Regions from separate parts of the Sus scrofa genome. Here region 1 is linked to region 2. Evidence: chromatin contacts called from public HiChIP or PLAC-seq data. All regions are on one chromosome and are shown on one strand. The core of a region is the stretch at or near the end of the contact, and the rest is flanking DNA. Distances in the headings are between cores, read along the strand shown. Region 1 holds the start of ZUFSP (zinc finger with UFM1 specific peptidase domain). Region 2 holds the start of GOPC (Golgi-associated PDZ and coiled-coil motif-containing protein).

Evidence for each region. HiChIP or PLAC-seq counts read pairs in DNA pulled down with a chosen protein or histone mark.
Region 1: a contact with region 2 is called in an H3K27ac HiChIP or PLAC-seq map of skeletal muscle, with 5 times the contacts expected there. The contact joins the promoter of ZUFSP here to the promoter of GOPC in region 2. A contact is called at or near these places in 1 of 47 Hi-C or Micro-C datasets (heart right ventricle) and 1 of 2 datasets of contacts at active chromatin or transcription factors (skeletal muscle).

What each region holds. Positions count from the first base shown.
Region 1 is chr1:44,936,828-44,943,622 of Sscrofa11.1, forward strand. It overlaps ZUFSP (zinc finger with UFM1 specific peptidase domain), which reads left to right and starts at 3,115. Exons shown (of 10, transcript NM_001243033.1): 1 at 3,115-3,495; 2 at 4,669-5,241. The coding sequence starts at 4,683. It overlaps KPNA5 (importin subunit alpha-6), which reads right to left and starts at 4,392. Exons shown (of 14, transcript XM_001925212.7): 1 at 3,543-4,392. The coding sequence starts at 3,546.
Region 2 is chr1:44,236,901-44,243,988 of Sscrofa11.1, forward strand. GOPC (Golgi-associated PDZ and coiled-coil motif-containing protein) reads left to right here and starts at 2,464. Exons shown (of 9, transcript XM_003121242.5): 1 at 2,464-2,994. The coding sequence starts at 2,707.

The DNA.
Region 1 (6,795 bases), core at 1,865-4,364, 700 kb after region 2:
GCACATGCTGTCAGCGTGGCCAAGAAAAAAAAAAAATTAAGGTAAACAAATGGAAGTTCTAACATTTTCTCCCCACATCTGACTGAATTACCTTGTGTCTCCCAACATACACAGCAGACACTAACCCTAAGACTATCTAGGCAATGACATTAAAATCTTTCAATGTAAATGTTAACCAAATAAAATCCAGCCCCCCCAAAACTTATATATCATTTGTTCCTTTTTTTTTATAGAACTTCTTGTTTCTGATTTAACATCTGTCTCCTCACTGCAGTTACTTTAACAGGAATACAAGAGCTCTCCTTTGGCAGAGGGTTAAGGATCCTGTGTTGTCACTGCTGTGGCTGGGGTTTGATGCCTGGCTTGGGAAGGTCCAGATGCCATGGGTGCGGCCAAAAATAAATAAAGGGAACGTAAAATCCAAGGAAAATGAACTTTAAGGGTGCCTTACCCAAGAGGATGTTTCAGTGGAAAATAGCTTAAACTAACCATATTTCAAAGGCTACTGTCTCATACAAATTATTTTAAATATAAGAAATGCCATTCAGACATTTTAAAGTTGTTAAATAGAGGAATTTTTTTCTAGTCATAAGCTTATTTATTTATTCAGCTCTTTGAAAAACTATGTTGAGGTTGGGCAAATAACTGGAATCTGATTACACATTTACATAATTTCTTGTCTTCATACAGCCTCCATTTATATGGGCTTTAGTGTCTATTAGTAAAACTACAAAATCAGTACAAAGGGGGCAGTGCACCAAACAGAGCCCCAAACAAACAGTACTTGAAGATCTAAAGAACAGGGTCATTTCTTGTTTACCAAAAGAGAAAGTCACTTCCCTACAAAACATAAACCACTTAGTGTTGTAATTAAGAGACACCAAATCAGAAGATACTTTATTAAAAAAGTGTTCAACAGACTTGTTGCCAAGGCAGAAATGGGGAGGGGATAGGATGCACTGGGTGTTTGGGGTTAGCAGATGCAAACTATTACATTTACAATAGATAAGCAATGAGGTCCTATTGTACAGCACAGGGAACTATATCTAACCTTGTGATAGAACATGATGGAAGATAATATAAGAATGTGTGTGTGTATGCATGTATGCCTGGGTCACTTTGATGTACAGCAGAAATTGTTAAATCATTGTTAAATCAACCATAATTTTAAAATAGTTAAGAACAAAAACAAAAAAATGTGTTCAAAAAGCCCAAGAGTAAATGCCAACGTCATATTCTTTTGAAGTATCACTATCCCATTTCACAGCTTTCAATTCATTTCATCTCTTATGCATTATCAAAGGGACACTATTAAATTTTCACTTTGGCAGTGAGCTGGCAGATATTACAGAAGCACCTAACCCACGCTTGCCGGCGTCAAAACTGAGCCTTTCGAGGCACCTGCGTCCAAGTGGAAGGCAACTTATGCAGGCAGAAGGTGCGATATGCAGGCCTATGGAACCCAATCTGCTTTATTCCGGACACCATAAAACTTCTAATAAGCTGCAGGAGAGATGGCCGAGTCCCAGGAGCGAGAGGTAACACTTAACAAGACCATGTACTGAAGAGGAGGAACTACCAGAAACAGTGAAGCAGGATGTTATCTCCTGCCTAAAGTTCTTTTTGAAGACCAGCCTGACTCTGGGAGAGTATATGTGCTCCCTGCGCCTCCCCGTCCTCAAGAGAGGCTGCCACGCCCCCGCCACCACTGTCTGCCACAGGAAATTGAGAAAACCCCAGCGTGGGCTGGTCCTGAACCCTATAAGTAAGGCTGTGGCTTCAAGACCCAATAGCTCCCAAAGCCTAAACTCACCCAATCTGGTCTGTGTCACTCCCACTTACTCATTAATGTGGCACTATCCAGCGCCGCAACTTCCCTGTCCTCGGCTTCGGCGTCTGCTGCGATATCAGTGGGTCCACCACTCCGCCCCTAGCGATGAGTATAGAGACCAGGCTCCCAACTCAAGATGGCGGCCACCTGCGCCCCTTACCCGAGACCCCAAGGGTCGTCTCCCAGAAACCCTTGCACGCGGCGGCGGCGGCCGCGGCGGTGGCTGCTGCACAGCCCAGCAGAGGGGCGGAGAGAAGCGCGCCCCAGCCCCACCCACCCAAGGAGGAGCCGGCGCCTGCGCGTGCTCAGCAATTTTAACCCCGCGGAGTTGCTGTGGCAGCAGTGTCCCACTGTCCCAGTCCTCTGTGCCCGCTCTCACTCTTTCATTCATTCATTCGTTCGTTGATTGAATAATTCATTCGTTCATTTTACAATGCAGTATTGATGGAGGGCCTAATCTATGCCAGGCATTGTTTTAGTATTAAAGGTAAAACGGTGTACACAACGGATAGAAGTCCTAAACTCATGGAGATTTGTAGAGCCTCCTCAGCTTCATTTGTTCTACCACTGCGCTCTGCTCATTTGTTTCAAGCTTTTCAGTTAGCCATGTGTTTAAATTTTTGGATTCTATAACATCTGTGGATTTTTTGACAAAAACATAGTCTGTGACATATGTAATGAGTAACTCCAGATAATGTACTCTAAATTATTTTAACACGTAAAGCCTTGTAATACACCCTGGGGTCGAACAAACAGTATTGAAAACAAATTGTTTTCCACGTGTAATGCTAGGCACATCATGTATTAGATATATAACACATGATTCTTTCTCTGAAGAAGCTCCTGTTGACCATCTCTTGCTCTTTTTCTCTCCCACCCCACCTCCCTTTTGTTCTATTTTCTGAGAAATTTTTTTGGATTATTTTACAGATTTCCACTGATTTTTTTTTTTAATTCTGCTATTGTATTTTTTAAATCTCAAGAGCTGTTTCTTATTTTTAAATTCAGGGATCAAGATAGTGTTAGCTTGTAGTCTTGCAGCAAGAACATACCTTAGGCATCCTCCATAGTTTGGAATTTGGCACATAGCATTACAAACTCTTTATTGATAATGTAATAAAACGTTACAGAGTCAGGCCCTAGATAGTGGGTATTGTGGATTCGTGTAATGCCCTAGGACCAGCCCTGGGAATTCATTCACAAAGATCTCAACCTTGCCAGGAAGATGCAAGAATGACTACGACTCCCAGAATGCACTACAACCCCAGATTAGCGTGGAGCGGTGCATCCTGGGAGTACATTCACTCGGGGAAGGAGAGGAAGAGCTTTTTTGAATATTTTTCTGGGAGTTGAAGTTGTTCGGAATCGCTGCTTCTCTTTTCGGCTATCCGTGAGTCTCTGGGTGTAGAGGGCTGCCTCAGTCTTTCAGGCCTGGAGAAGTAATCGACGCCGCGCACGCACCTTTCTGCCCCGGACCCAGACGGCCTCAGCATCAGAACCCGAAAAGGAAGCTAAGCACAGGGCAGGGTGGCTGCCGCCGTCTCTCCGAGCCACCAGGAACTGACCATCCCAGCCCTCGTTCCATAGGCCCACCCTTTGACCCATTTAGTATCTGGGCTGGTTTCAGGCCCTGGCCCGGGAGATTGACACGGATCTTTGAGCAGGTTCGGCTTTGTGGCATTCCGGCCCTTCCCACCTCCTCACCACTTACCCATCCCAGCACCTCTCTCTGGCCTCCGTACATCTCTCGTCCCCTCGTTCTGAGCTAAGTGTTGGGCAATTGAAGCGTGTTCTCTGTCCAGCGGTGCCCCAGCCACAAAAAAGAACCTTTCTGGGTGTGACGTTCTTTCCACTGAGGGTTTGAGAGAATTTCCTTCTAAAGTCGAGACTGTTTTCACTTGTATGAAGTGAAATTAGAAAAATAAGGACAATGTAGGGAGTTCTTACACAGTTAAATTTATTTAAATGATTGGGATAGTTTACTTGTTTTTATTTCCCGTTTGTTTTAAAATAATTTTTAGCTGAAAGATAATGTAGTGGAAAGGTTGTAGCGGGAACTGCTGCCTAAGAATTATTTCTTAGCGAAATCACCTTTTTTGTCGGTAGCCAGTACCTCAAAATGACTGCTGATTTAGTATAACTCATAGGCAGAACCTCAAAGAGATGAGATATCTTACCTAAAATTACGAAAGGTGAGATAATAATCCAGTTCTCTTGGCTCTGGAATCTACTCTGCTCACACTGATTTTATTCTTTGAGTTGAGAATACAGCGGGCCTGACTGGGTTAGCATTTTGGCTAACCATTTTCTGGAGGCAGTGAGGTACCTGAGCCAGGGTTTTCTCCTTGTAGAATGGTAATAATGGTACTTAAATTAGTTTGATATGTGTAAAGCTCTTTACCTTTTAACTGCTGTTATTAAGATTTATTTACTCAATTCCTTGTTTATAGCTTTAAAGTTTTGTATTTAGATATATCATTTGATAAAGTTCCTTCTCTTTCTTTGTTTTCTTATTTGGTTTGTCTTACCCAGGCAGTTTTATAAACGTTATTTTTTCTTTACCTCAGGCCAGACACACCTTTTGAAGTTTTGAAAAATTATCTAATTTGCATCATTATTGCCTTTGTTTTATTAAAACCATAAGCTTGAAACACAAGTTTTACTTGAAATTTTAGATGAAATTTAGATATAAATTCGTGTGTTCAAGGAACAGTAATTTCATCTAAATAACCCAGTTTTCAGTAACCAATATAGTTACTCCAAATCACTTTATAGAATGTATTTTCTTTTTCTTCGTCTCTTAATTTCTAACAAAATAATACTGTATTCTTTTTCAGTTTCCTGCTTTACCATGCTCTCTTGTGATATTTGTGGTGAAACAGTAACCTCAGAACCAGACATGAAGGCTCACCTAATTGTTCATATGGAAGATGATGTTATATGTCCATTTTGCAAATTGTCAGGTGTGAGTTATGATGAAATGTGTTTTCATATTGAAACTGCTCATTTTGAGCAAAATGAGCTAGAAAGAAACATTGAGAGGATTAATTCAGTACAGTACGGAACTTCTGACAACAGGACGGACAGCACCCTGCAGTGTAGAATGGAAGTTAATTCAAGTATTCATTCAGCTTGTGCGTCTAATCATCCGAAAATTTTAGCTCAAAGTCTGCCTAAGGAAGGATCTTTAAAACATAAAGGCTTTCATTCAGAGAATGTAACTGAATCCAGAAAATTTCTGAAAAGTAAGGAAAAACAGTCTGACCTAACCAAAATAAAAGGATCAATTTATGAAACAATGTATAGTCCTCCTGAATGCCCATTCTGTGGAAAAATAGAAGATTGTAGTCAAGATATGGAAACTCATGTGAAAACAAAGCATACCAACCTTTTAGATACTCCATTAGAAGGTAAAGTGTTTGTTTTATGTAATAAGCAGCAGTAGTCTCAACTTAATAGGTGGTGTCCCAAAAGTTGGTTTATACATCAGATGACTGCAAATGTATTTTTAATTTTCAGTTCATAGCATTGTTCATTTGCCTTTATTGGAATATGGAACTATAGTAATGGAAATTTTGATGCAAATTAAAAATGTTTCAGCTATATTGAAAGTAGTTTTAGAATCTTTCTGAGGAGAAATAGTCTCATAGTCCAGTTTCCAGAGGTATTCTTTTTTTATTTTTTTTATTTTTTTTAATACCAGCCCAGTGAACTGTCTGGGACCCTGATTTTCTGTTATTGAGTTCTAGTTTGAGTCTGTTATGGCCAGAGAACACACTCTGATGAAAATTCTTTTGAGTTTGTTGAAACTTGTTTTATGGCCTAAGATATGGTATATTGTCTATCTTAGTATATGTTCCATACACTTGGGGGGAAAATGTGTATTCTGCTATTGTTGGGTTGAGTGTTCTATATTCGTCGATTAGAGTATGTTGTTGATTATGTTCAGATCTTTCATGTCCTTGTTGCTTTCATGTTCGGGAGTCCTACCAGTTTTTGAAAGGGGTTGAAGTTCCCAATTGTAATTGTATAATTGTCTGTTTTTCCTTTCAGCTATATCAGGATTTGTTTCATGTATTTTGAGTCTCTTTTGTTGGTGCATACACATTTAGAATCATGTCTCTCTTAACTGTTAAGTTTTAAGAGTAATTTATATATTTTGAATGCAAATCCTTTAGCAGATGTGTTTTGCAAATATTTCCTCTTGGTCTGGGGCTTGTCTTTTCATTCTCTTAACAGTGTCACAGAACAAGTTTTGCTTTTAATGAAGTTCACCTTATTTGATTTTCTGTAATGGGTTGTGCTTTTGGTGTTGTATCAAAACTCTTTGCCAAACCCAAGGTCATTAATAGTTTTGAATTTTACACTTACATCTGATTCATTTGAGTTAATTTTTACAAAAGGTTAAGGAGAGTGCATAGATTACTTTTTATTTAAATTTAATAAATTACATTTTTTAGAGCAGTCTCAAGTTCACAGCAAAATTGAGTAGAACGTACAGAGGATACCCATGTACCCCCTGTTGTCCCCATATTCTCAAAACCTCCTCCACTATTCAATAGCTCATACTAAGTGATATACTTGTTAAAATCAATGAATCCACACTGACACATAGATATCACTCAAAGTCCTAAATTTACTTCAGGTTTCAGTCTCTCGTGTGTGTATTCTACAGGTTTTAACAAATACGTAGTGACATGAACGCACCATTTTGTAGCATACAGAATAGCTTCACTGCCCTAAAAATTCTATGTTCCACTTAGTCCTCCTTCTGTCTTTCTGTTCACTGGCAACCACTGATATTTTTATTATCTCCATATTTTTGCCTTTTCCAGAATGTCACATAATTGACTCATACAGTATATAGCTTTTTCAGATTGGTTACTTTCACTTGGTAATAAACATTTAAGATTCTTCCATGTCATTTTATGGCTCGATAGCTCATTTTTTTAAAGCACTGAATA
Region 2 (7,088 bases), core at 1,214-3,713:
ATGAAGTTGAATTTTTTTAAAAATTTTTTTGTCATTTTAGGGCCTCGCCCATAGCATATGGAGGTTCCTAGGCTAGGGTCAAATCGGAGGTGTAGCTGCTGGCCTACACCACAGTCAGAGCAATGCTGGATCCTTAACCCCCTGAATGAGGCCAGGGATCGAACCTACGGCCTCATGGATGCTAGTCAGATTCGTTTCCACTGAGCCATGGCAGGCACTCCAAATGTTTTTTTAAAGAAATGAAATTTATTTTCAATAGTAGTTCATATAAGCTAAAGAAAGTGGTAAGTAGGAGTTCCCGTCATGGCTCAGTGGTTAACAAATCCAACTAGGAACCATAAGGTTGCAGGTTCGATCCCTGGCCTTGCTCAGTGGGTTAAGGATCCAGTATTGCTGTGAGCTGTGGTGTAGGTTGAAGAAGCATTGCTGTGGCTGTGGTGTAGACCAATGGCTACAGCTCGGATTAGACCCCTAGCCTGGGAACCTCCATGTGCTGCAGGTTCAGCCCTAGAAAAAACCAAACAAAAAAAAAGAGAAAGTGGTAAGATATAGAAATGAATATTACAATTACTCTTTGGGATAATATTTCTCATATATTAACAGTTGTATATGGCTTATCACTGGGAAGAAATTTTTTTCGAAAAAAACTTGGGGACTGATTTGTCAATTCATTTCACAGGTAACTTATACATGAAGCAATGGATTTCCTCATCCTTCTATACTCCATGATTAACAGCTAGGATTTTGGAGGAAAAGACACCTAGATTGAAATCTCATCTCAGTGGATTTTTAGCTGTATAGCAAGCTAACAAGATACTTAAGTTCTCTATGATGCATCTATAAAAAGCTAACAACAGCTAGCTCACAGGATTTTGTAAGAGTCAAAGCAATAAAGCAAACAGCACAATGCCGAACACATAGTGTGTATTCAACAACTGAAAGCTATTGTTGTGATTTGGTACCTGGGCCCCTCAACCCCAACTTTATGTTTGTACTTTAAATTCCTGAAAATGGGACTGCTAACTATATTATGAATAGAGAAAGTGGCTGGAGACGTGGTAGCTGCAGTAGTGATGTTCTTGCAAATATTGCTGATAAAAATAAAGTTAATTTGGAAGGGAGCGGGGAAAGATGTAAATCTTAGTTTTATGTTAAATAGGCCCCTGTGAAAGGGTCTATTTAAGCTCTAGGCAAGGATCTCTGATTAGTTTTACTTAGCTGTTTGCTGAAGCCAAAGGACTTTATCGGGTGATATAGTAGAGTTTGCCGTGACCCAGAAAAAAACCCTAAAACTATGATTTCTTATTCCTCACCACATTGCCTTAGCGAAGGGCCTGCCCTGTGGAGAAAACTGGAAGAGTTTGGAGTGTGCTGGTAAAATATTCCCTTAGGCCATGACTCCTAGGAAAGAGAGTTCTTACCAGCCTACTCGCAGACTGGTTTCTCCTTTCCTTATCAAGACTGGGGGTTACTCTTGAAGTAGAGAGACAGTAGGTGAAATGGTAAAGAGCAGTTGCTCAATACTTTCAAAATTCAAATTAAAGTTGTAGCTAGGAGAGTTAGACCCAGTAGCCTATGAGCTCCGCTTAAGTGAGAGTCATGTCTCCATTCATTTTTGTGTCCCCAATGCCTCAATAGGACTCTGCATTCAATATATTTATGAATGCATGAATCTTTATAATTTTGTCTTATGTGTAGGAACACTGTACTACTTTTAAAAACAAGTACACCTTTTTAGGTAGTTGCTTGAAAAAGCATGACCTGTATAGTAATAAGGAACACCAAGTGCCAAGTACTGAAGCAAAACATTTTATCCTGTTCCTGAGTGAAGTAAATGCTGGAAACTGAGGCTTCGAGGTTAAAGAATACAACTATGATGGCACAGCTAGTATGTGATAGGGTTTAAAACTTGAATCCAAGGCCGCCTGCCTTTTAAGGACAAGACAAAAGGTCTTGTATTAATTCAGCAAAACCTGGTGAACCGTTGTCCTTCAATATGCAGTTCTAGGCAGTTTCCACCGGGAATTTAAGGCCTGGTTTATCTAGAAGAGCCAGTGTGTCCATCGACCCTACCCACCTCATCCTAATCAGGAACCGAACTGGAAAAGGGAAAACGTGGCCACTGCGCATGCTCAAATGGCCCTTCCTTACTCTTCCTTCCCTCCCCCGGTACGTCAAAGCAGCAACTTCCCAGACGATTTTAGAATGGGTCCCGCCCACTGTGAAGTCAAACGGGCAGAATCTCTTCCGCTTTGCTACGTGGACACTTCTCTTCCTCAGGCCTTTCCAACTTGGAAGCCAACATCACGAGCCTCTGTTTTTCGGGTATTCAAGCTAGAGTTTGCCAGTTGTCAATATGGCGGCTGACAGGCCGGTCCCAAGCAGAGGCTTTTCATAGGCCTACGTCGCATCCTAGCCCCGCCCACTTCGTCTCTCCCGGCTGCGTCCACCTTGGTCTTTTCTACGCATGCGCAGTGGGGGCGGGCCGGGAGGTGGGACTGCTGGAGTCTTCCGTGTGCGGTTGCCGCCGCCGCCTCAGCTTTGCTACTCCTGCCACTCCGGGCTGCGTTGCCGGCGTTAGCCGCGTGAGGGTAAGGGAGGGGACCGACGGAGCGTGTGTGCGCGGGGCTTCCTGCAGTCCCAGCAGTTCCTCTCGCGGGTGGACAGCGGGGTCAGCAGCAGTCGCGGGAGGCCCTAGACGGCGCCATGTCGGCTGGCGGCCCATGCCCGGCAGGAGCCGGTGGGGGCCCAGGGGGTGCCTCTTGTGCTGTGGGGGTCCCCCCTGGCGGGGTATCCATGTTCCGGTGGCTGGAGGTGCTGGAGAAGGAGTTCGACAAAGCCTTCGTGGATGTGGATCTGCTTCTGGGCGAGATTGACCCGGATCAGGCGGACATCACTTATGAGGGGAGGCAGAAAATGACCAGCCTGAGCTCCTGCTTCGCGCAGCTTTGCCACAAAGCCCAGACTGTGTCCCAAATCAACCACAAGCTAGAGGTGAGCAATGGGCTCTGGAGGGGTGGCATTCAGCTCCAGTCATCAGGTCCCGTTTAACGCACCAGTGAAACGACCCTAGAAAACTGCTAACCAGGGCACCTGGGCTTTCATATGTGACGGGGGAGTGCGTTGTGTGCAGGAAGCAGAGTGAAGTGAGATTAGAGTAGAAAAAGTTGTGTAGTTTGACGTGTAGGTCTTCCTGGGAGCCTGTCATCCACCTTCCTAGTATCTCTTTGAGGAGGAAACAGGAACTAAGTGTATCAGTCTACTTGTGCATATTACATTAACAAACCTAAGACTTGGGCTCAAAGATTCTCTATTGTAAGAACACTTTCGTACACCTTTTAACATTTGAGTTTTTGGATCTACTTTCACATTGATAAACTAGGATTGTATATCGCTAGCGGACACAGCCCTTATTTTTAGCTATTTCAGATCAATTTCTGTTGTTTCACACAGACTATTCCTTGTCTGCATGAACTGTTTAGGGGAATTTGATAAAAGCTTAGGAAATTTAGTAGGATAAACAAGATGGTATCAGTGTCCTTCTCACTTTACAGTTAGTTGGTCTTTAAATTACAAGCAGATTCAACCAGAGAGCCCTAGTTATTCGCATGACTTCTAACATTGAGGTTTTATATACTTTACCATATTTCCCTAAGTCTAGATTTATTTTTGAGTGTGTGAAGAATGACCATTTGATTTAGTCTCTTTCTAGTCTTGGGTGTGGGTAGAGTAGTGGTGGTGCAAAACAAAACTACCGTGTTTTGCAGAAAAGTAAATTAGTACATTACAATAATTAGAAATCAGGATGTATTAACACTGTTACATAAAGAGCATTGTCTAACTAGATAATTTAAATACAAGAATGCAGCTTTCATTTTAAAGTAGATAAAAATGGTATAATCAGTGATGTACAAAGCTCTTTGAACACTAGATTTCATAAGAAATCATCATTACTATCAGTTGTGATAATTGAGAGTGCCCATTGGATCCAAATCTATATGAATATCAGAAATACATCCTCTCCTTGCTTAGTGGTTAGCGTTCTTTTGCTTTCCTATCAGCTGTGAAAGAGGTGGTGTAATTTATCTTTGATTAGCACAGAATTGCATATGGGAGATTTCTTCTCCACTGCAAGGACGGTTAATTTCTTTCATCCTTTCTGAAGAGGTTGGAATGGAAGTGTTGATGCGAAGCTAATCACTTCTTATTCTAGGTATATGTAAATATCTCTTAATTTCTTGATTAGTGATAGTTTCTAGAAGATAGTAGTGAAATTGCATTGGATGGTCTTTAGAAATAGTTTGAATAACAGCAAGAGTGGCTTTGGCTACTCTTAATTTACAACTGAAAGTATCTACTGAAGATAAACAACTTTTAAAAAATGAGACAATATCTAACTAATTTTTCGAAAGAATTAAGGAAACTTTAAAGTGATTTTTTGTTGTCAGATATAAAACCCAATTTTGGAGAAAGGGTTGGTCTTTGAGCAGGAGCTGGTGCTGTATTTTTTCATCTTTACATTTTTTAAATGAGTATTCAGAGCTATAATAAAATTATGCAAGTTTATTTTTAGAAATCGTAGTTACATATTCTGATTCTGTTCCACCTCCTGGCTTAGAAGGTGGCCATTATTTCTCAAAATAAGAAATGCTAGCCTATCACAGGGTGAGAATGTTTGAAATCTTTGACTTAAAGATCTCAGAAAATGGTGATTATGTGTTTTTTCAGTTATAGTTGACTTCTCTGTCTGTGGGGTTATTCCTACATTTAACAATTTCTACAGTTTTCATGGAATCAGTTATGTGTTTTATTGAGGAGGGAGGTTCATGGTTAGTAGTGCCTTTCAAAGCAGACCTGCCTTTGTATCATCTGCAGAATTTCGGAGGTTGTCTCATGTAGTGTTAACAATCTATTTAGACCTTGAAATTTTAGAAAAATGTCCACACATTCTTGGCCGGTTTATTTCTTAGTAAGTGAATTCAATTCTGTTGTTTTAAGGATACATTAGGACATAATTTTTGAGGTCAGTTATGGCTTAATATAGCACATGTGCACTAAAAGTCAATGGTTTTAGAGATAAATACCTTAAAACATATTACCATAACATAATTAAGATACAGATACCTCTAGTATAGGCAACTTATGGTTTAAATTGGTCTTGAGTATCCTTCCAGATTAGCCCTTCCCTTGTCCTTTGTGTCTTTAGTTAATACTACATTTAATATTAATGTAGTTAGTAGTTAGGAAAACAATGTTGATGCAAAACAAATTATACGTTGCACTTAAAAATTAAATATAAATGACATCTATCTGACTCCTTTTTTCCTTAAATTATATTTGGGGAGAGGGATGGCTATAAGGGGGAGGGAAGGGCAGAGAATTCAGAATATTTTCAGGTGGTACCATTTCAGATTTCTCACATCTCTCTTATACTTCCCACCTGCTTGAGAATTCCCGCTGTGGCGAGCCACTTGGTGACAGCTGTGCTGGAGTCACAGGTACTGACTGGGATAGCGGTAGTAGTAATAGTAGTAGTAGCAGTAGTAGGTGCCTTGGAGTAGAACAAAGGTTGAGAACCAGTACTTTAGAAAAACTTAGCTCTCTGCCTTGAAATATAGTCTTCTGCCTGTTCACCCCTTCTTTAAAATGACAACAAAACAATACATGTTCTGTCACATCCTTCTTTCCCTCAGTAGTTGCTGAATCAGTATCTCTTTTTAAAGTGATTTACTCTTTACAGCCATCAGTGGAGAAAATTTTAATTTTGGTCTAGAGCTACACTGATAATGAACCAGTGATCTACTATCCTTTTTCTGCTTTAAAGCTATTCTGTTTTTAAACAAGAAGTAAGGTTGTTTTGCAGCATTGAACTTGAAGTTTAATATTGATCCAGTATATTTTTATTGAGTACTAAGTATGTGTCATATGCTGTATTGGGCACTTGGGATACAGGGGAGAGCAAAAACGGATACAGTTATCGCTGTTACAGAACTTGGATTCTATTGGGGAAGTTGTTGAAATAATTATCACATAAATGTGAAATTCCAACTTTGAGGTGCATAATGAGAGCCTATTCTGGTGGATCAGAGAAGGCTTGATCACTGACCATTGAGTTAAGACATAAAGGATGAGTAGGAGTTAATTATGCCAAGAGAAATGGCAATACCGTCCCGGTAGAGAGAACAGAAAGTGGAAAGCACCTGTGATGGTTAAGTACTTAACACATTTGAGGAATTGAAAGAATTGGTATAAGATCAGAAGGCAAAAGAAGTGAGATGCAAAGTAAGTGTGAACAGATAGGTAGGGACCACATATCTACATGATTTTCTAAGCCATGCAGTAGATTGGGGGATGTATTGTAACAATGGGTAATGTTTTAAACTAGGTGGTAGCCTCAGATGTGAGATTAGAATAGTTCTCTCTGGCTATGGTAAGGAGACAGTTTGGGGGAATAACAAGAGTAAATGCAGGAAATCATTTAGGTGGCTCTTATTCTGATCCATGATATTACAGAATAAGAGCGGAGATGGAGGAAAGTGTTCAGAACAAAAGAGATTTGAGAGATAAAAATGAACAAAATCTAGGGGTGGATCAAAACAGAGGGATGAGGGAATTCAGGATGAATCCACAGTGTTAGTTGGCTAAATAGATGGGTGTATATGAGATATTATTAGTAATAACTGTATCACGAACTTTCTGATCAGTTACTATGGGCCAGGCTCTATCCTAAATCTTTTATATATATGTTGATTCACCTAATTCTCACAATAGTTCTATGGGGTAGGTTTAGTATTGTTATTTCCATTTACAGGGATTAAGTAAGGGACCCAAGACAACAGAAATAGGTAAACCAATCTCTCCAGAAACACACATTTGTATCTAGTTGGGGAAGGAGGAGGTGGAGAGAAAAGCAAGCAGAAGGAGTAAGTGTAGCTCTATAGCCAGGAGGGGGAGTGTGATTTCAAGGAAGGTGTTGTTTTCATTTTGTTTTTAAATGGAAAAATAAACTTAAAACATGTTTACAAGCCAATGAGAAACATCCAGTTGAGGGGGAAGCTGAATATTCTAGAGACAGAAAGGGATAATTA